2 separate regions of the Mus musculus genome follow, and region 1 is linked to region 2. Evidence: chromatin contacts called from public HiChIP or PLAC-seq data. All regions are on one chromosome and are shown on one strand. The core of a region is the stretch at or near the end of the contact, and the rest is flanking DNA. Distances in the headings are between cores, read along the strand shown. Region 1 holds the start of Hoxa4 (homeobox A4). Region 2 overlaps Skap2 (src family associated phosphoprotein 2).

What was found. HiChIP or PLAC-seq counts read pairs in DNA pulled down with a chosen protein or histone mark.
Region 1: an H3K4me3 HiChIP or PLAC-seq map of bone marrow-derived macrophages shows a contact between it and region 2, with 2.3 times the contacts expected there. The contact joins the promoter of Hoxa4 here to the enhancer-like site in region 2. A contact is called at or near these places in 9 of 39 promoter capture datasets (the 3T3-L1 cell line, the C10 cell line, HPC-7-derived erythroid cells and 5 more), 2 of 15 datasets of contacts at CTCF or cohesin (both in the NIH/3T3 cell line), 13 of 115 datasets of contacts at active chromatin or transcription factors (bone marrow-derived macrophages, craniofacial prominence, embryonic basal ganglia and 7 more) and 1 of 9 other capture datasets (adipose tissue).

What each region holds. Positions count from the first base shown.
Region 1 is chr6:52,190,304-52,193,723 of GRCm38.p6, forward strand. It overlaps Hoxa4 (homeobox A4), which reads right to left and starts at 1,400. Exons shown (of 2, transcript NM_008265.4): 1 at 875-1,400; 2 at 1-385. The coding sequence starts at 1,385. The coding sequence ends at 39. All of the region lies in intron 2 of Hoxa3 (homeobox A3), which reads right to left. It overlaps LOC115490409 (a long non-coding RNA gene), which reads left to right. Exons shown (of 2, transcript NR_168044.1): 2 at 2,222-2,757.
Region 2 is chr6:51,937,127-51,940,566 of GRCm38.p6, forward strand. All of the region lies in intron 4 of Skap2 (src family associated phosphoprotein 2), which reads right to left. Among named protein-coding and RNA genes, the nearest start is that of Skap2, 74 kb to the right of the region's middle. Within about 2 kb of position 2,110, at least 1 of the 459 cell types and tissues checked has an H3K27ac peak or open chromatin away from gene starts, as enhancers often do. A contact at or near this core is called in bone marrow-derived macrophages, where this site is marked.

The DNA of each region.
Region 1 (3,420 bases), core at 150-2,649, 250 kb after region 2:
GGGCACATAAGTGAGAGAAACTGATCCAGGTCTCTAGATTATATGGAGGAGGGAATGGGTGTGGAAGCACCAGGGAGAGGGTGGGGATGGGGGTGTGGGCTGTGAGTTTGTGCTTTCCCAGGCGGGCCGGCAGGGGCCGAGGCAGTGTTGGAAGATCGCATCTTGGTGTTGGGAAGTTTGTGGTCTTTCTTCCACTTCATTCTCCGGTTCTGAAACCAGATCTTGACCTGGCGCTCCGACAAGCAGAGCGTGTGGGCGATCTCGATGCGGCGCCGCCGGGTCAGGTAGCGGTTAAAGTGGAATTCCTTCTCCAGTTCCAAGACTTGCTGCCGGGTATAGGCGGTTCGAGAGCGCTTAGGTTCGCCTCCGTTATAACTGGAGTTGACTGAACACCAGAACCCCGAAAGAGAAGGCCAAAGAGGAAGAAGTAGAAGAGGAGGAGGGGAGGAGAGAGGAGATAGGGTGGGGAAGAGCAATCGGACATCATCATTATATAATAACCTGACACCAAGTTCACACAAGATACATAAAAAGGCAAAGAAAATGTTTCACAGGCTATTGACAACGGGAAACACCCGAGAGCCATAAAGAATGGTGCTGGGCTTTGGGGCTGAAGAAAAGCTTCAAAGACACATGGCCGGGAGCCTCTGCCAGGGCAATTAAATTTATGGGGGCTATAATTACTGCCCTAACAGTTTGGCGTCTCGTAAATCTCAGGATAAAGGGACCCTGGGTACAAAAGGGTTCTCACGTTAGGACCAGGCTGCGGGCGGCGCGCACACACCCACAGCCAAAGCGCCGGCCAGATGGGGGTCCCCTCCCGCGCCCTGCCCCGCGCCCCCACGCCCGCTGCCCTCCCGGCGGCGCCACATACCGGCGCTCACGTGGATCTTCTTCATCCAGGGGTACACCACCGGCTCCTTGCCCTTCGGGCCCGCCGGGCCCTGGTCCGCCAGCAGCAGCGGGCACGCGGGGGCGCTGCCCCCCGTCGCGACAGCCGGGGTGGTGGGGCCGGGAGCGCAGTGCCGAGGGGGCGCGGGGGGCTGCGGGGCCGGGCTGGGGTGCGCGCCGGGGGCCGGGGACTGCTCGGGTCGCGCGGGGCTGGCCCCGCGGCAGGCGTAGGGACAGGCGGCGGCGGGCGCGGGGTACAGGCCCCCGGGGTAGCTGGGCTCGCGCGCCCGCGGCGCGTAGTAAGCGGGGGGCTGGCGGGCCGCGTGCGGGTTCGGGGCCGGCAGGTGCGGGGCGCTCTGGGGCCGCGGGTAGCCGGGACCCCCGCCCACGGCGCCGTCCCCACCGCCCGGGCCACCGTGCGGGGCGAACTCCTCGAAAGGAGGGAACTTGGGCTCGATGTAGTTGGAGTTTATCAAAAACGAGCTCATGGTCATTAATTTGTGAAGTGCAAAAATACTAATTTTTCTCGCGGTGTCGTTTTTCTGCGCTCGCCGAGGCCCCTCCCCCTCTCGCCGCGCTTCCCATCCCCCCCCCCCCCCCCCCCCGGCCCCGGCGCCCGCCCCTCCCCCCGCTGTCAAACGACTGCCCCTCCCCCTCCCGCCGTCGCCGCCGCCGAAGTCCGCGCCGCTCCTCCCCCGCCCGCGCGCGCTCCCCGTGGCCCTGCGCGCCCCGCCCCCGCGCCCCACGTGCTGCGATCCGGCCAATGGGAAATCCGCGCGCGCGGACCCGGATCAGGAAACGCGCGGGGGATGCGTGATGGATGCTGCTAGCCTTCAGGGTGGGAGAAGCGAGCTTGGGTTCCTCGGGCCCCCCAACTTGGGTTCCGGCTGAGAAGTTGGGGCCTGTTAGACTGCGGGTCCTTTCGAGCCCTGTTCCTGCCCACGTCTGTCCTAGGCCTCTGGGCAGCTGGTCGCCACGACTCAGCGCCGATCTCCAGTCCAACCAGGCTTCGGGTGGTCCTCCGAGGGTTCGAGGCCCTCCAGGAGAGGGAAGGGCACTGGGACCAAGAGGCAGACCCTGGCTTTTTATCCTAGCTCTGGAATAAAACGAAGGAGGCCTACGGACCCATTTTTCTCGCCCTTTGATTCTTTGTCCACGCCCTACACATCCACCCGGCTGTTAGGGAGTCCCTGCTTTGCGAAGCCAGGGCTGGAGCTGCACAGGGAGGATGGGTAGAAGGGCCGCTGAACAAGCGGGTCAAGGAAGTACAGCAAGCGAGGGCGATCCACTAAAACCTCGTGGATACTTATTTTTACTTTTTTTCTTTCAGACGCAGAATTTGTACATTATTTTTTCATTTAAAGACTTGGAACCTTCCTATATTGCAGTTGATGGAGGTGCTGAGGAGAGCTAAATGTGCCTCCTTTATTAGGCGCTATTGTGAGACCTCCACCCCAGAGTGGGAAGAGAGACGACGCCTGCACAAAACCCGGCTTCGAATCCAGTAACTTCGCGTTTCAGAACAATCACCAAACAAAAACAAGTTTGAGATACAATAAGACCCTGCCTGGTCTAATTGTCAATCGGTCTTTTCTAACTTTTCCCTCCCTTCTCCTTTTGGATGCTGTTTCCTCGTGCAGGATCTAAACCAAGGGCTATATTTACAGACCAGCCCGCGATTGCTGAAAAATTAGCATTTTAACGATATCAGTAGCTCTGGAAAGGAGAGAGAAGGGACTGTTGCCTGCCATTTGGTAATTGAAATTTGATGGGTAAACTAATTATGCCATTATTATTAACAAATAAATTACTTATTAATTCCACCTAATGTTGATCTTTGAAGTAAATACTGATGCCTCACTCGTACCTGGAATTGTGCTCTTTCTTTCTTCTGAATAGCAGACACGCCTAGATCCTTTGCATGATGGTAAAGCAGTGCAAACTATCACCGCCATTCTAAAAAATAACTCTCCTCTGGGTATGCAAAGCAGTTTCCGTTGGTGCACCTTGCTGATTTTTCAGAGAGCAGGATAGAACAACGGCCTTCTCAAACGCAGACCAGGAAAGTTATAACCCAAGCCTAGAGACACTTCAGAAAGAACATCCATTCTATCTTCATTCATATCTGTTACTCACTTGAGCTACTAAATACTGGGATATATCCTATTTGATAGATAGTCATTTAATGCTTAGACACATGAAGACTATTATTGAGACTAATCTTTAAAGTAATTTAGGGAAAGAGGTTAAAAAAAGGATCATGTTAGTTTCTTATTGAAATCATCCTGAAGTAGTACAAAGAGATTTTCCACACTGGGTGTCTGTGCTGGTAAAGAGAGCTGTCCACTGACAGGAAGCACCATGATTTTTTTTTTAAATGAAAATCTGAGCCATAGATGGAAACCAACAAAGATTCTAATCTCTAGATATCTTCTCTAGACTGGAGGAAGGAAATCTAGCCTGATGTGGCTACTTTAAACTGATATCTCTCTCTAGCAAGAAAATAGCAAGAAAATAGGTACACAAATG
Region 2 (3,440 bases), core at 860-3,359:
TATAAAAACAGTGTGCTAATGTTTATAACTAGGAAGCAACCAGGTAGAGTACTTTACCACATACATATTTAAAATAAATATGCAATGAAACTAGCAACAGTATAGTTACCATTTACAGAAAAGACAGCTCAAAAATAAGAAGGTGCCTCCCTTCAGCCCCTAACCTTCATCCAGGTGCCAAAATGGTTCACTATTTCTAGATCTAGTTACAAAATGAAAGGCAAAGATAAGGCAGCTTATAAGCTTCTAAGTAGCATTCTACACTCTAAATTTATTAAAATGGTGCTGATTTATGCAAAGACTGTTTAAGTCTTATTTTTACTGCATACATTTTCTGCATCCCCTAAGGCAAGTATAATAATTGTTTGGGTACAGTTTGCCAATAATACTTCAGGGAAAATAAAATCATAATTCCTCTAAAAAAAAGTCTGGTTATGGTTTATAATATAGCAGCCATTTTATTCTGCTCTTTATATTAGAAGGTATCAATTTTGTCCAACAAAAGCAAAAGCAGTATTGTTTCTGTGAGGCAAGTGTCAGAGGAGATAACACACAAGCTTGCTCTAGCACAGCCAGTGGTCACAGGAATTTTAAACAACCATCACTCCGGGCCCAGAAGACTGAAAGCAAAAGGCACATCAGTCCTCTCCAGTCAGTGCCTGGCTTAGGAAACTCTTCTGGACTCCAACGAGAAAACAAGTCTGAGCCCAAATTCAGCCTTGGGGTTTAATGGGTGGAAGAAAAGGAAGTGGCAGAATTTAAGAACAAAACATACCTCTCTGACATCTAATGCTAAGGAGATGATGTAACTGATACAAAACATAGGCTTGTGTAACACCAATGCACAGGCCTAAACCTTAAGCAGTCAGCTAAGTGTATGTACATTTGTATAAAGCACAGAGGAATACACATGCTTGTGTGTCTGAGCAGAAAAGGGTGTAAATTACCATAAAACATCCACACATGTACCAAAATTGAATACATTTATATAACCATCCTCATGCTCGCTACTTAATATTTACTGTCTTCATCAATAAAATAGAAATTTACAAGCGGTTGGTCAGTAAGTTACAAATTGACAAAAGTACCACAAATCAGATTTTGAAAATAATGATAACTAGGTATTAAGCAAAACAAATCAGCATTTTATAGAAAAGATTAAAATCATTAAAGAAAAGGATGAGTATAATTATGCCTTAATTATTCAGTAAGTGCATATTTTAAAAATGAAGGCCATTAGATAAAGATATAAAAGGATCCTTCTTTACACCAAAAGCTTAGATTTACTTTTATTAATCATCTGTCTACATTTATTTATCTGGGTGTGTACGTGTATAGGCACCTGTGCTGGGGTACACTTGCGGAGGTAAGAGGACGTTCAGTTGTTTCTCTCCTCCTACCACAGGGATGATGGGGCTGAGCTAGGCTTAGCAGCAAGTGCTTTTATCTGTTGAGACATCTTGGCAGTCCTAGTTTTACCTTATATGAAATTATATTTACCAGGGTGGGTCACAAAGTAAACGATGCCTCAAAAGGAAACAAAACTTTAATGAAAGTCAATAAACAATAGGAAAATGTCGGAAAAAAAAACAAAAGAAAAACAAAAAACAAAAACAAACCCAAAAACAAAACCCAAAACCCAACAACCCAAAGTTACTGCAGTACTTTACAAAGAACTTGGCAAGCATTTAAACAGCTGGCAGGGGACATTCCAAGTGCAACTTAACCCACATGTGCTTGTTTTCTGGAAGCTGAGTATTTTTATGGCTTGTAACCATACCTGGTGGCAGATATAGCATCATACAGTTAAACTTCACAGGCATGAAGCTGTGCAGTCTAAAATATTTAATCAATAAACTTTCAATAATTCTGAGAATTTCATATTACATTATTGCTGGATGCAGTGTTAGCATGGTGTATTCACCGTGGAGGTCTTGATGATCTAGTCAATACATCCCACATGAGACAAATACGACATCTCCAAATTAAGCATTCTGGATAACTGACAGTTCTGATACATTAAATTCCTCAAGTGAAGCAACTGGCCATGTATTCTGTAGGTCCTCGGTAAGAGTCCCAGTGCCGCCTCTGCACTTATTACAGCTGCCACAGACAGGATACTCCAGAAGGGGAAAAAATGCCAGCTTCCTGCTTTCCCTTCCCCTTCCTCGTTTTCCATTCTGGGTCATCTGACTTGAGACTGATGGCCCTTCTTGGGATGCATGGTATTGTGGAAAGTTAGCATTAGCTGTAGGTATGACCTGGTGCACGGCAGCCTTTCTCAATTATAATGGTCAGCAGCTTTTAGCCGGTACATCTCAAGAAGAGTGGCAACAAATGCTGCTTTAATGAAGTAATTCCACAATTGGTACCTAAACTTACTAACTCAATTCCTCAGAACTTGTTTTCAAAATAAACTGGAACTTTTTTTAGTCTAGTCCATGTAAACAAGGCATGACTCATTCTTCCACGCACATTTACTCTAAAGTTAGAATCTGTCAAGAACCTTGCTGGACCATGAAAAAATTTTTTTGCTTTTTTGTTTGTTTGTTTGTTTTTGTTTTGTTTTTTGAGACAGGGTTTTTCTGCATAGCCCTAGCTGTCCTGGAACTCACTTTGTAGACCAGGCTGGCCTCGAACTCAGAAATCCGCCTGCCTTTGACTCCCCAGTGCTGGGGATTAAAGGCGTGCTCCACCACACCCAGCTTGAAATTTTTATTTAGATAATTATAGATTTATTCAGTTGTAAGAAATAGTACAGAATCCAAGTTGGCAGGCAGGGCTGCGGGAATTGGGATAGGGTGGAGGGGCTGTGTTATGGGACAACTTTATGTGACAGTGAGTTCTTAAAAAAGAAAATCACACCAAATTCCTAACTGAAATAGGAAACTTGTGACTGGAGAGATGTTCAGAAGTTAAGAACACTGGCTGTTTCTCCAGTGGATCCAAGTTAAACTCCCAGTCCCTATATAGCAGCTCACAATTGTCTGTAGCTCCAGTCCTGGGGTATCTGACACCCTCCTGTGGTCTCCATGGGCATCAGGCACACACACATGGTGCACAGACAGACAGACATGCAAAAAGAATACCCATAAACATTAAAAAAAATAAGAAGAAGGAAGGAAGGAAAGGGATGGAAAGGAAATCACACAAGATCACTTGCACACTTTGCCCACTGATAACCTTTTATAAAGCTACAGTATAATACCACAACCAGGGTATATTCTGACACTGATGCAATTCACCTCAGATTTCCCCCCATTTTATATTCTCTCTCTCTCTCTCTCCTTCTCTCTCTCTCCCTCTCTCTCTCTCTCTCTCTCTCTCTCTGTGTCTTTAGAATTCTGCCACCTGCATAGGCTAATGTGTATATCACAGTGAGAACACTGAATTAGGTACAAAGATCCTTCCTGTCCCACTTTTATAATGCCACTCACATC